Linked DNA regions of Rattus norvegicus: all the other regions are linked to region 2. Evidence: chromatin contacts called from public Hi-C data. All regions are on one chromosome and are shown on one strand. The core of a region is the stretch at or near the end of the contact, and the rest is flanking DNA. Distances in the headings are between cores, read along the strand shown.

Region 1 (3,526 bases), core at 777-3,276, 290 kb after region 2:
ATTTGTTTGTGCACAGCTTTTGAAGGTCATGAAAGGTTTTGTCAGATTCCTTGGAACTCTCCCTTATCGTTATCAGAGAATGCAGGAACTTTGTGAAAAGATTAACGGGTGCAGCAAATCTCCAGCTTGTGCCTCTACTAGGAATTACACCGAGAGCTGGAAACCATCCCAGGACAGAGTAAAAAGAGCTCAACGTTCAAGACTAGCACCAGCTCACTCTTACTTCACTGAAAACGGTTTTCACTGTAAATGATGATGAACGAGCGACTCGGTTTTTCTGTGTGGGTTGACAAAGGACTTAAATACTGCAAGCCTATTGTCAATCATCTAGTTTTCCTTGCCTGCGTTATCGTTCGCTTTGATGACAATTACTTAAAGAAACCATGCATTGTGCGGCGGCACACACCTTTGATCTCGGCATTCTCCTGGCAGAGGTAGGAGGATTTCTGTGATTTCGAGGCTAGTAAGCGCTACATTGTGAATTCTTGACTCAAAAATGAAGGAAAAGAAAATCACTAGATGTAAGATCTGAATGCATCATGTATGCAAGGGGGTTGTGGGTGTTATGCATGTTTCATTTCGGTTCACAAACCTGGGGCTAAGAGTAAAAAAAAAAGCCCTATACAGAATGGCCCCAGTTATTTCTTTGAACTCTTATTATTTAGCCCCTTTCCTTTTACTGTCTTCCATAGAGGGTTCTTTCGTGGTCCTTAAAAGTGCCAAACACATCCCCTTTTCAGAAATCCTTCTCATTTTTAGCTTTCTTGAAACCAGATAGTTCCAGGACTGGATCGTTCTCATCCTTCAAGTTTCTGCTCAAATGTCACTCTAGGGGTTCTTTTCTGGTCATCCCAAAATAACATCTCCACTCAGATCCGTGTGTGTGTGTGTGTGTGTGTGTGTGTGTGTGTGTGTGTGTGTGTGTGTGTCCATGTTACTGGCAAGCACACACACAGCACAGTGCAGATTTAAAGCGTATTTTGTGGTTTCTATGAGAATAGAGTATATAGAATGGAGGTTGTCTTCATCTGCTATCCTTGGGAGACTTTGTTCTTCAATGAATGAACGTGGCTCTTTGGGACCCTGCGTGTCGTTTCTTCTTCCAACCCGCCCCTTTGCAGAAGTGGTGGCTAACAGAAGATTTGGGTCTCAGTGCCCGGTCCACGGTGCCACGTCCCCTGGGCTGAGCGCTTAGGGCAGGGAGCCACATGTGGAAGCGAAAGCAGGAAGGGGAAAGTCTCCGCGGAGGCAGCGGCTGCCTATCCTATCAGCTCGGACGCACCGGGGCCTTCCCGGCCGGGCTGACTCATTCCCAGCCGGCTCCTCGGCGAGCGGAGGCCGCAAGCACGCCCAGAGACTGCGCTAACCCGCACCCGCCTCGCTCCTCCTCCTCGCGCGCTCTCGCCCTGGGGCTGCCCCGGGAATCTCCACGCGCGCCTCCGCTTCCCCGGAGCCCGCGACCGCCTCCCCAGCCTGGGCCCAGCCCCGCGGGCGGCGCAGGCGCAGTGGGACGTGCCGGCCTCCGCCTCCGCCTCCGCCCCACCTCCGCTGGCTTGCCTACGCCCGGCTCCTCGGCTCTCGGCCTGAGGCTGCGCCGCGACAGAGCCCGCCGCGCAGGGGCGACTGAGCCGGAGTCGCTGGCCGAGCCGAGGCGGCGTGCGGCCCCTGGAGGGCGGGGACGGGCTCGGCGCGCGGTGGGCGTGGCGTGGGCTGCAGGAAGCTGAGGCAGAGCAGAAAGGGGGCAGCAGCGGCTACCGCCGGCCTCCCGCCGAGCTGACAGGCTGGGCGGGCCCCGGCTCTGGGCGAGCTCGCGCGGCGTCGGCGCCTCGGCCGCGGCCCCGGGTCCGGAGGCGCCGGTCCGGACGAGGGTTGCAGGCGGCTCCCGGGTCCGCCGCTGCGGGATGTGAGTGCGGGCCAAGCCCGCGCGGGAGGGCCCCCTAGGGCCCAGCCTGGCGGCCGCTCGACCCTACGCCCGGCCCGGGGGCTCCCTAGACCTCGGCCCTCCCGACACGTCGCGGAGGAGCGGATCCTGCGCGCCTCCGGGCGCTCCTGTGTGGCCCGACCCGTGTCGCCGGTGGGTGCAGTCCCTTGCTGCTGGATGGGGGTGGGGGGCAGCGGTTCTCCCTGCGGTCCCGCCTCCTGCTCGCCACTTAGCCCCCCTCTGCTGGCAGGGAACTTCAAAGCTAGAAAACCTGCGGGTTTCCGACAGCCTAGGAAGGAGTGGCTGGCTGTTGATAAATGCACGCATCCCGGTGTGCCTTAGAACCCGACCCACCCTCTTTCTTATTCTTCTGTAAATTTTTCTAGACGTCTAAACAGCGCTGGGGGGAAAAAGCATCTATTTGCCCCGGGTTTCTGAGTTAGTGACTGCTGTTTCTGTTTTTAGGTTCCTGAAGCAGGCGACGGGAACAAGATGTGAACTGTTTTTCCTCCACAGAAGAAGAGGCCCTTCTTTCCCCTCCCGGGAAGGTGGGTGTTAGATCTCGGGGCTGCCTGGGTGCTGCAGTTAAAGACAAGGGCGTCTGAGATCTGCGAGCCAGTGCCTGCTAGGGAGGCTGGATGCTTGTGTAGAACGACAGGGCTAATTGTTGCTTACTGCGAAAATGGCAGTGTTGAACTTTTCCTGTTGCTGTGGGAGAATAATTGGGTGGTATTTATTGTGTCTCTTGGATCCTTTAAGAAGCAGTCTTTGTTGGCTTTACAGTGTGGTCTTGCAGAGAGGAAAAAAAGAAGTCGTCCCCTTCTCCCCTTTCTCTTTAGGTAGCCCGAGTCTTAATTTTCAAGTAATTAGAAATACGGGTTGAGGGAACACACTGGTTGTTTTTGCTGAGTTTCTGCTGCCACATTGAATGCTTCCTGTATTCACCTGCCTTGTCGGTTGAATGTACGTAGTTTGCTTTCCGGTGGTTACTAGTCTGTCAGAGGAATGAAAGGGCAGGAGCCACTGAGTGTTGTCACAGAGAGGAGGAGAAATGCGAAGAAGGGAAACAGAAGTGGGAATAAGAGAGTGGGAGGTTGCTTTTGGTTTCATAATAGGTTTGTATGAGTGAATTGTTGGCTTACTGCAAATAGTCTGATATAATTCCCAGCAGATTTGAAAATGAATCATCAATTTTTGGTCCTCTTTCTCTATGTCCTCTACCTGTTTACTATTCCAGATATTAAGATCCTTTGGTTGTATGTGAGTTCGCTTGAGTGTGGTGCATCTGCAGACTGGATGTGTCCAGGACTTCTCCTAATAGTACTCAGTAGTCTACAGGCGATAACATTTACCTGGACTGGAAGCTGCCCAACGTGTAGGCTACAACGTGTAGGCGAGCACTCAGGGTTGGTTTTGCCTTTGTGGAGGATCGTGAAACTTGCCCTGTAGACCAGGCTAGCCTCCAACTCAGAGAATCTCCTGCCTCTGCCTTCCAAATGCTGGGATTAAAAGCCTTCGCCACCACCCACCCGGCTTCGTTTCTTTTAGTGTCTTTTCCTTTGTAATTTGAAGGTGTCTTGAATGAGAAAAGCAAACATGTTTTTT
Region 2 (3,492 bases), core at 30-2,529:
TTAGTGCCCCATCTATGTAGCCCAGGGTGGTAGTGAACTGGATAATCCTCTCGCCTCAGCCTTTCCCGGGATTACAGACTTGTACCACCACTTCTAGTTCATTTCAAAGATACTTCCCCAATCAGTACACTGAGATCTACTCTTCCATTGCTTCGACTTATTTTTAGCTTTCTTTTACTACCCTCAAAACATCTTCATAGATACATTTTTGGATACTGCTGTAAAAATACTGTTGGATATTTTCCTGGTTATGAAAGAGCAGAACCTAAGCACATAAGCTTCTCATGTCATCCCTCTTCCTTAAATGTTACACAGCATTTGTAACAACATTTTTCTCATGTACTACTCAACCATTAGGATTAACTAACCTTTAGAGTCTTCCACTCAGGGCTAAGGCAGATGATGTCGTAGGTAAAAATACTAGCGGAGCAAGCACGAGTACCTAAGTTCAAATCCCCAACAAGCCTGCACCTCTGACCCCAGCTCTGTAAGTGGACTGAGACAGAAGGCTTGGTGTCAGTTCTTCAAGCTCAATGAGAAACCTTGTCTCAAGGGAATGCTGTGAAAAATGACAGATCAGGAGAACTGATGTCCTCTGGCCTACCCGCTGTGTACCTCCCTGCCCCACCCAACCCCCACACACAGTTAGTTTACCAGTCAATCAAAGGTGAAAGATTGATATTCTGTTGTCTTATCGTATAACAAGCCTGATTGTTAAACATGCAGGTTGTGAAGTTAGGCTTTTCTAGTTCTTCGATGTCTCTGTTTCTCTCTCCCTGGTCCTAGAAACTGAAATCAGGGTCTTGTCTGTGTTAAGTGAGCGCTAGGGTACATTCCCAATCTTTGGGTTTTTCTCTTTAAATGTATTCTCGGGCTATGGGGGCTCATTTTGGCTCAAAAAGAAAAGAGACAGCCAGCATACGGATCTTCACGGTTCTAAAAGATTCAAGAGACAGAAAGTCCTCTGATATCTACTACTTGTTTCAATTCTTTACAAACGTGCTTGCTCCGGAATTTTATTTTTAGTGTCCTCCTCTGCTGTAAGAGGGTTTGGAGACCAGTCTTGTAGTGGGAAATTTGAAGCTAAAGGAAAGTTGGTTCTGCGTTCTAAAACGGCCCCCCTCGACTCCAACTTAGACTCCTGTGCACGAAGAAGCTGTAGTTTTGATACAGAAGAGGGACAAGTCAGAACACCCTTGGACCGCTCGGATCCGAACCAACAGAAACCCTAGTTAGCTTCCCAGGACCTAAGCGCCAGACTTTCTCTCTTAGTCCAGAGGTGGGCACGCCCGACCACGCCCACCGGAAATGACGCACTGACCGGCTACTTCTTCTTCCGCAGTCCGCCGGCGGCACAGTCCAGGCCTGCTCCGGGGGTGCATCGGCTTCGCCAGCGGCAGAGGGATTCTGGGTAACGACCGTGGCCGGCTGGGCGGCTGGCTCCGCCCAGCAGGTTCCACTCACGCCAGGGCCGTTAGCGGTGGCGGTTGTCGGGCCCGGACCAGTGGGACATGGAGCAGCCGTGGCCGCCACCGGGCCCCTGGAGCTTCCCGAGGACTGGCGGGGAGACCGAGGAAGAGAGTGACTTAGACGTGTCCCCCTCTTCTTCCCACTACTCTCCGGTACCGGACGGCGGCGCCCAGGTAACAGCGGCCTGCGTTCTGCTAGGGACGGGGGATGGGAAATGTCTGCGGGCATCGCGGGGGACTGATGCCAAGCCACAGCCCTGGCAGCATCTTCCACGAGAAAGGAGGTGGCCACGCGCGCATTCCCGACCTCCACGTCCACGCACACTTGTCCTTTTACCTGGGCTGGTTGCCCCTCACCTTTGCAAGAGGTTCCTCCTCCTCCTCTCTCGTGTCAGCGTGGAGCTTTGCGGGCAGCTCAGCCTACATAACATTGACCCTTTGTCCTCTTGTGCGTGCTTTCATCCGAGCCTTTATTACAAGCTCCAGCTACTTTGTGCACAGTTGATAGGAACAGAGTGTGATTGTACTTCTATAATAGTACACCGAGTCCTGACATAAACATCTCACGTGCTCTTTCCCACGCTGATATCTCAGCAAATTCTGTAAGCCTCGCCTTTGACGCTGCACACACCTCCGTTTCTATCATTGGTCCCTTACTGTATTCATAGTTTCATTCCGTGTCAGTCTCCAGTGAAAACGTACAGCCACAGAATTGGCTTTTCTTTCAGACTTCCACCCGAAGTTCTGACATTACGTGTGTTTTTCAACCCAGCTGTCCTGCATCAGAAACTGTCAAGTGTGGTATCTCACTTAGGCTTTTATGGCTGACTTCTCACCTGGGTGTGTTGTGAACTAGATTTCAAAAGCACATACAAAACCCTAATCTTTTCAATGAAATTGATAGTAGATGGCTGATTCTTAGGCGTTTTTGCAAAAATGTAATGACAGCTTTTATAACAGCTTTTCTTAAAGATGACTGGTTTAAATCGTCTGCCGGCAAGTGTAGGTTAATTCTGCCAACCAGCTGAGTTGATTGGGCTCACACACAAGTGTGCTGTTTCATAGCCACAGACTACAGTCATCCCACTAGTCATCGGGAAAGTGAGGCAGAATGAGAGTTGATGGGTCAGTAGTCATCCACTAATTACAGAGCTCTAGTGTCATCTGTGTAAACATAGTATTACAGAGGGAGAAAACAAAAATTTATTGCTGTCCGTTTGGACAGTCAAGGGAAAACTGTCTCAATTTCAGTGCATTGTGGTTGATGCAAAAAGAAGTAATCCAAGAAACCCGGTATCTTGAAACTAATTATTTTACCTGTGCATTTGTTTAGGTGATGGGGGTTAAAGAGGCTTTTATTGCCTTCATTAAAGGAGATATCCCAGGGTTATCTAGTTAGATAGTGGCAGAGTCCCCACTAGAACTCATGACCCCCAGTCCAGTGTTTTTTCCAGCCTACCTCTGCAGTGCCTATCTGCAGAAACGCTGTACAATTTTATTTGAATGAGAAGGCCTTTAAATGGTGATAAAATTTGCAAAGTCATTACTTCTAAGAACATATAATTATTACAAGCCTAGTTATATCTCTTGCTAGCTTTAGGAATTAAATTTGGGGGTTAGAATATTTAAAAAGAATAAAATGTTTAATCAATTAACAGGCTTTTAAAATCCATCTTAAATTACTGGCTCGCAATTTGTACCAAATATGAGAGAGGGAGGTTTCTCAATGTAACAAATGATGTGTGAAAAAGCAAGCCAGAATCTAAGAACTTAAAAAAAGTTTGCATCTTTTTAATTAAATTTTCATACAATATAGTTGCATCTTGTTTTCCACTCTCCCAACTCCTCCCAGATCCTCCCCACCTCTCTACCCACCCTACTTTACATTCTCCTTCTCTCTTTTAAAACAAACTACCCAAATGAAATCAAAACAAGCAAAAGGCTAGTAAGACTAAATAAATAAAATTTGTAAATGCTAAAATGGAATAAAAATCTACAAAAAACAAAACAAAACCCACAGAGT
Region 3 (3,380 bases), core at 502-3,001, 410 kb after region 2:
AAGTGGCCCTTGAGCCATTCGGCTGTAAGGCTAACAGAGGCTGAACTACTTCCTAGGAAGAGAGAGAGAGAGCCCTAAGCAGGCCTGGGACGTTATGAGGATTCCTCCTGTCTGTCACTGTCCCACTCAGCACCCTATGAGCAGGGGCAGAGGGTGCTCATCAGGGAGGGGGATCTAGCTGTCTACTCTGTTATCTAAGCATTGGCAGCTCACATGAGTCATTTCCAACTGAGAAACGTTATCATCCATCTTGATAGTCTCTGTGGCTTCTACTATACACAAACGCTTGTGCAAAATAGGAATGGTCCAGCAGAAGGCAAACTTTGGTTGAATTTTTCACCTGTTGCAAGAATCTTCAAACATCTTAAAAGAAACCTACTGTTCTCTAGTCTGCGCATTCGAGCACACACACGCACGCACACACATGGGCACGCGCGCGCGCACACACACACACACACACACACACACACACACGCTTTCTAAGGGGGTGAGCTCTCCCTCCCTTGAAGTAGTAGGACAATCTTCCCATCAGTCATCTCAAGGAGAGCAGAGAAACACTTTGGAAAGTTGGGATTTAAGCTTACCTCTTTCTGGGCCTTGCACTCTTGGACTTGGACTTTGGATGTGTCAGGGAAATCTCAGGTTCACAGCTAAAGGTAGAAGGAAGGTAGGAGTGTCCCTCTGGAGATCACCTGTAAATGAGTATGCCACACCTTGTAACTTCACCCTTGAACAGTGTTTCCAACCTCTTCTGCCCATACCTGACAAAGCCATTTTGCACCCTTTCCTTAGGACGTCCCAAATACCTTCAAATTTCTCACTCCCAGAGACAAAACGCTATCAGCAATAAGTAAGAGTGGCCCCAAACTGATTTTATTACAGGCGACACAGAAAACCACAGTGTTCTGGAGGATGAAGGATACTGACGTAAGTCCAGGCTGCTCCTGTTTTGTTTTTATTTGTTTGTTTGTTTGTTTGTTCATTTGTTTGTTTTGGGTGGGGGTGGGGAAGCAGTGGTGTTAATGCTCCAGTTCCAAGCGCCCATGATTCAAATTACCCTGGAAAGGTGTGTTGGGGAGGGTATGTTGATTGTGCAAATCTCAGACAGACTTTCTTTGGCCATCCTAGGAACCAGGATTCAATTTAGAAGGAAAAGAATTTCTTCCCTTATTTAGTACCAGAATTTTTGGTTGGTCACATCGTCACAACCATTCTCAATAAACCTTCCAAAGCATGTTCCCTAGAAGGAAGCACATAGCCTCTGGGGGTGTTTTTTGTTTTGTTTTGTTTCCACTCTCGCTCTGTTGAGCCAGTTTATCGTCATTTAGGTATTTCCCTAAAGGTACTCCATTTCCCTGTCCATTGCACTCAGCAGACTTGTCCCAACTTGGCGACAATGGTATGGAGAGGTCACACTCACAGTACCGGGTTGGCAATACCTGTCAGCCTTGGGGACATCAGCAGAACCCAGAGCCCGGCCTTCCCTACCTAGCCGGAGCTGCAGCTGTGCGGGGCCATGCAACCGAGCCGACCCTCCCTCCCAGGTTCCTGCTGCCCGATGCACTCACGCGACGCGGTGCGGGGCGGTGGCCACTGCAGAGGCCTCTAGCCAGAGCTCCAGAGCGATCGCGGCACAGACTGTACCTTGCTCAGCAGAGACCCAGGATTGGTTGGCTTTGACAGTGGCTCACGAGCTTCAACCAATCAGCGTGGCCTCTGGCTCCTTTAAGTGCTCCGGTGCCGGTGCCGGAGGAGGCTTGGGATGTCCTTCCGGTGCAGGCGCCTGGAGCCGGGAGGTGTGTGGGGCGGGCAAGAGCGGCAAATTCCAAGCTGCAGGGTCCAGTATAGTGTGTGATTTTGAGGGAAGGTGGAGGAAGCAGCATGGAAATGTCATTTCAAGTCCTCGGGTTCCCCAGCCTGTAAAAAAACGACACCATCAAATCGCAAAGAGAAAACAGGGAACAAAAGCAAACAGTGGCCAGAATTTCCATATTTCCTTATGTGCTTTCCACATTACATACTCCTACCAGCATTGTCTGTCTAGAGTACAGCTCCCTGCTTCACTGAGGAAACACTCAAGGACCCATTAGCACTTGCTATGCAACCGGCTGGGAAAATAGTACATGCTTCACAGCCTTTAGGAAGGGCCCCGTCTTATCCTTGGGTGACACCACACCTTAGAGAAGACAACTTTCAGGCACATCTAGCCTAGCAGGCTTGTATAGATGCTCTTAGCTTCAGTCTTCCGGATTCTGACTTTTAGATGGGGAAATTGCAACAGTATCTTTAGTCCCATTTATGGGAGCAGGTACATGTAGCTAGGAGTAAATGCTTTTGGAGAGTGATGGGCAGCAGATCAGGAGACTAAACTGGCCTCTGTTCTGTTCCCAGCTCTGTAAACTGTAGGAAGGACAGAAGTCCTTGTACCTGCAGATAAGCACAAGAATGTTAAACATGCAGGGTTGTATCTTCAAAGAGAAAGATTTAGAACATGTTTTCGGCCCCGGAGGCTGGGAGTGGAGGTGGTTAACATTTGCGCTCTGTGGGCGAGATCACAGCAGATCGTTCCTTCATCATGAGCTGTTTTTCTCAGTCAATCAATAGAACCTATCATTATGGGACAATGACACATGCAGTCAACCTATAGAACCCATCTTAATCTATTTTTGACCTTTTCAAAGACTTATGTATTCTAGATAGATCATATAAATGAAACGGACTTTTCACTGGATTCTTTTACTTTAACACTGTGTGTGTGTGTGTGTGTGTGTGTGTGCGTGTGTGTGTGTGTGTGTGTGTGTGTGTGTGTGTTCATCTAAGCTACAGTATGGGGGCTGGTGAGGTGGCTCAGTGGGTAAATGTGCTTGCCACCCTGAGACCCAGTTCTGTTCTTGAGATCCACATGGTGGAAGGAAAGAACCCATTTTCGCAAGCTGTCCTCTGACGTCCCTAAGTGTGCACTTGCACGCGCAGAGAGTAAATAAATATTAAGTGTAAATTAGAAACAAAAATCAAACGAGTACATTATAGCATGGCTCATGGCTCCATTTCTTGTTGGGACTAAAAAGTAGTCCGGCGTATGAATATAAGACATTTTGTGTATCCGTTCAGACGGAGGGACACTTGGATGGTTCTAGTTAGTCTAGTAGGAACAACGCGGTTAGTTTTGTGAGCATACCGTCAGTTGTCTTGGGCTGTAGGCATAGCATTGCTGGAGCATACAAGTCAAGGTTTAACTGAGGGGCCAGAAAACGCACACGCTGTGATAGCAGTGGATAAAGATGCTCACGTCAAGTCCCCCCAGTGTGGCCTCTGTGTATCAGACACTGGAGCATCGTTCGGGGTGTGATTCCTACTTGTATCATGTAAATTGCTTGAGT

Evidence for each region. A called contact is a pair of places that touch in the nucleus more often than the background predicts.
Region 1: a Hi-C map of psoas muscle shows a contact between it and region 2, with 2.1 times the contacts expected there. The contact joins the promoter of Jak2 here to the promoter of Tekt5l1 in region 2. A contact is called at or near these places in 3 of 12 Hi-C or Micro-C datasets (the Rat2 cell line, mammary epithelial cells and psoas muscle).
Region 3: a Hi-C map of hepatocytes shows a contact between it and region 2, with 2.1 times the contacts expected there. The contact joins the promoter of Plgrkt here to the promoter of Tekt5l1 in region 2. A contact is called at or near these places in 8 of 12 Hi-C or Micro-C datasets (Schwann cells, hepatocytes, kidney and 4 more).

The regions. Positions count from the first base shown.
Region 1 is chr1:236,406,879-236,410,404 of GRCr8, forward strand. Jak2 (Janus kinase 2) reads left to right here and starts at 2,027. Exons shown (of 25, transcript NM_031514.1): 1 at 2,027-2,074; 2 at 2,387-2,469.
Region 2 is chr1:236,117,215-236,120,706 of GRCr8, forward strand. Tekt5l1 (tektin 5 like 1) reads right to left here and starts at 1,280. Exons shown (of 5, transcript NM_001402563.1): 1 at 655-1,280; 2 at 369-559. It overlaps Cdc37l1 (cell division cycle 37-like 1), which reads left to right and starts at 1,416. Exons shown (of 7, transcript NM_001011941.1): 1 at 1,416-1,643. The coding sequence starts at 1,512.
Region 3 is chr1:236,523,089-236,526,468 of GRCr8, forward strand. It overlaps Plgrkt (plasminogen receptor with a C-terminal lysine), which reads right to left and starts at 1,752. Exons shown (of 6, transcript NM_001106347.1): 1 at 1,569-1,752; 2 at 585-692. It also overlaps a transcript of Cd274 not described here.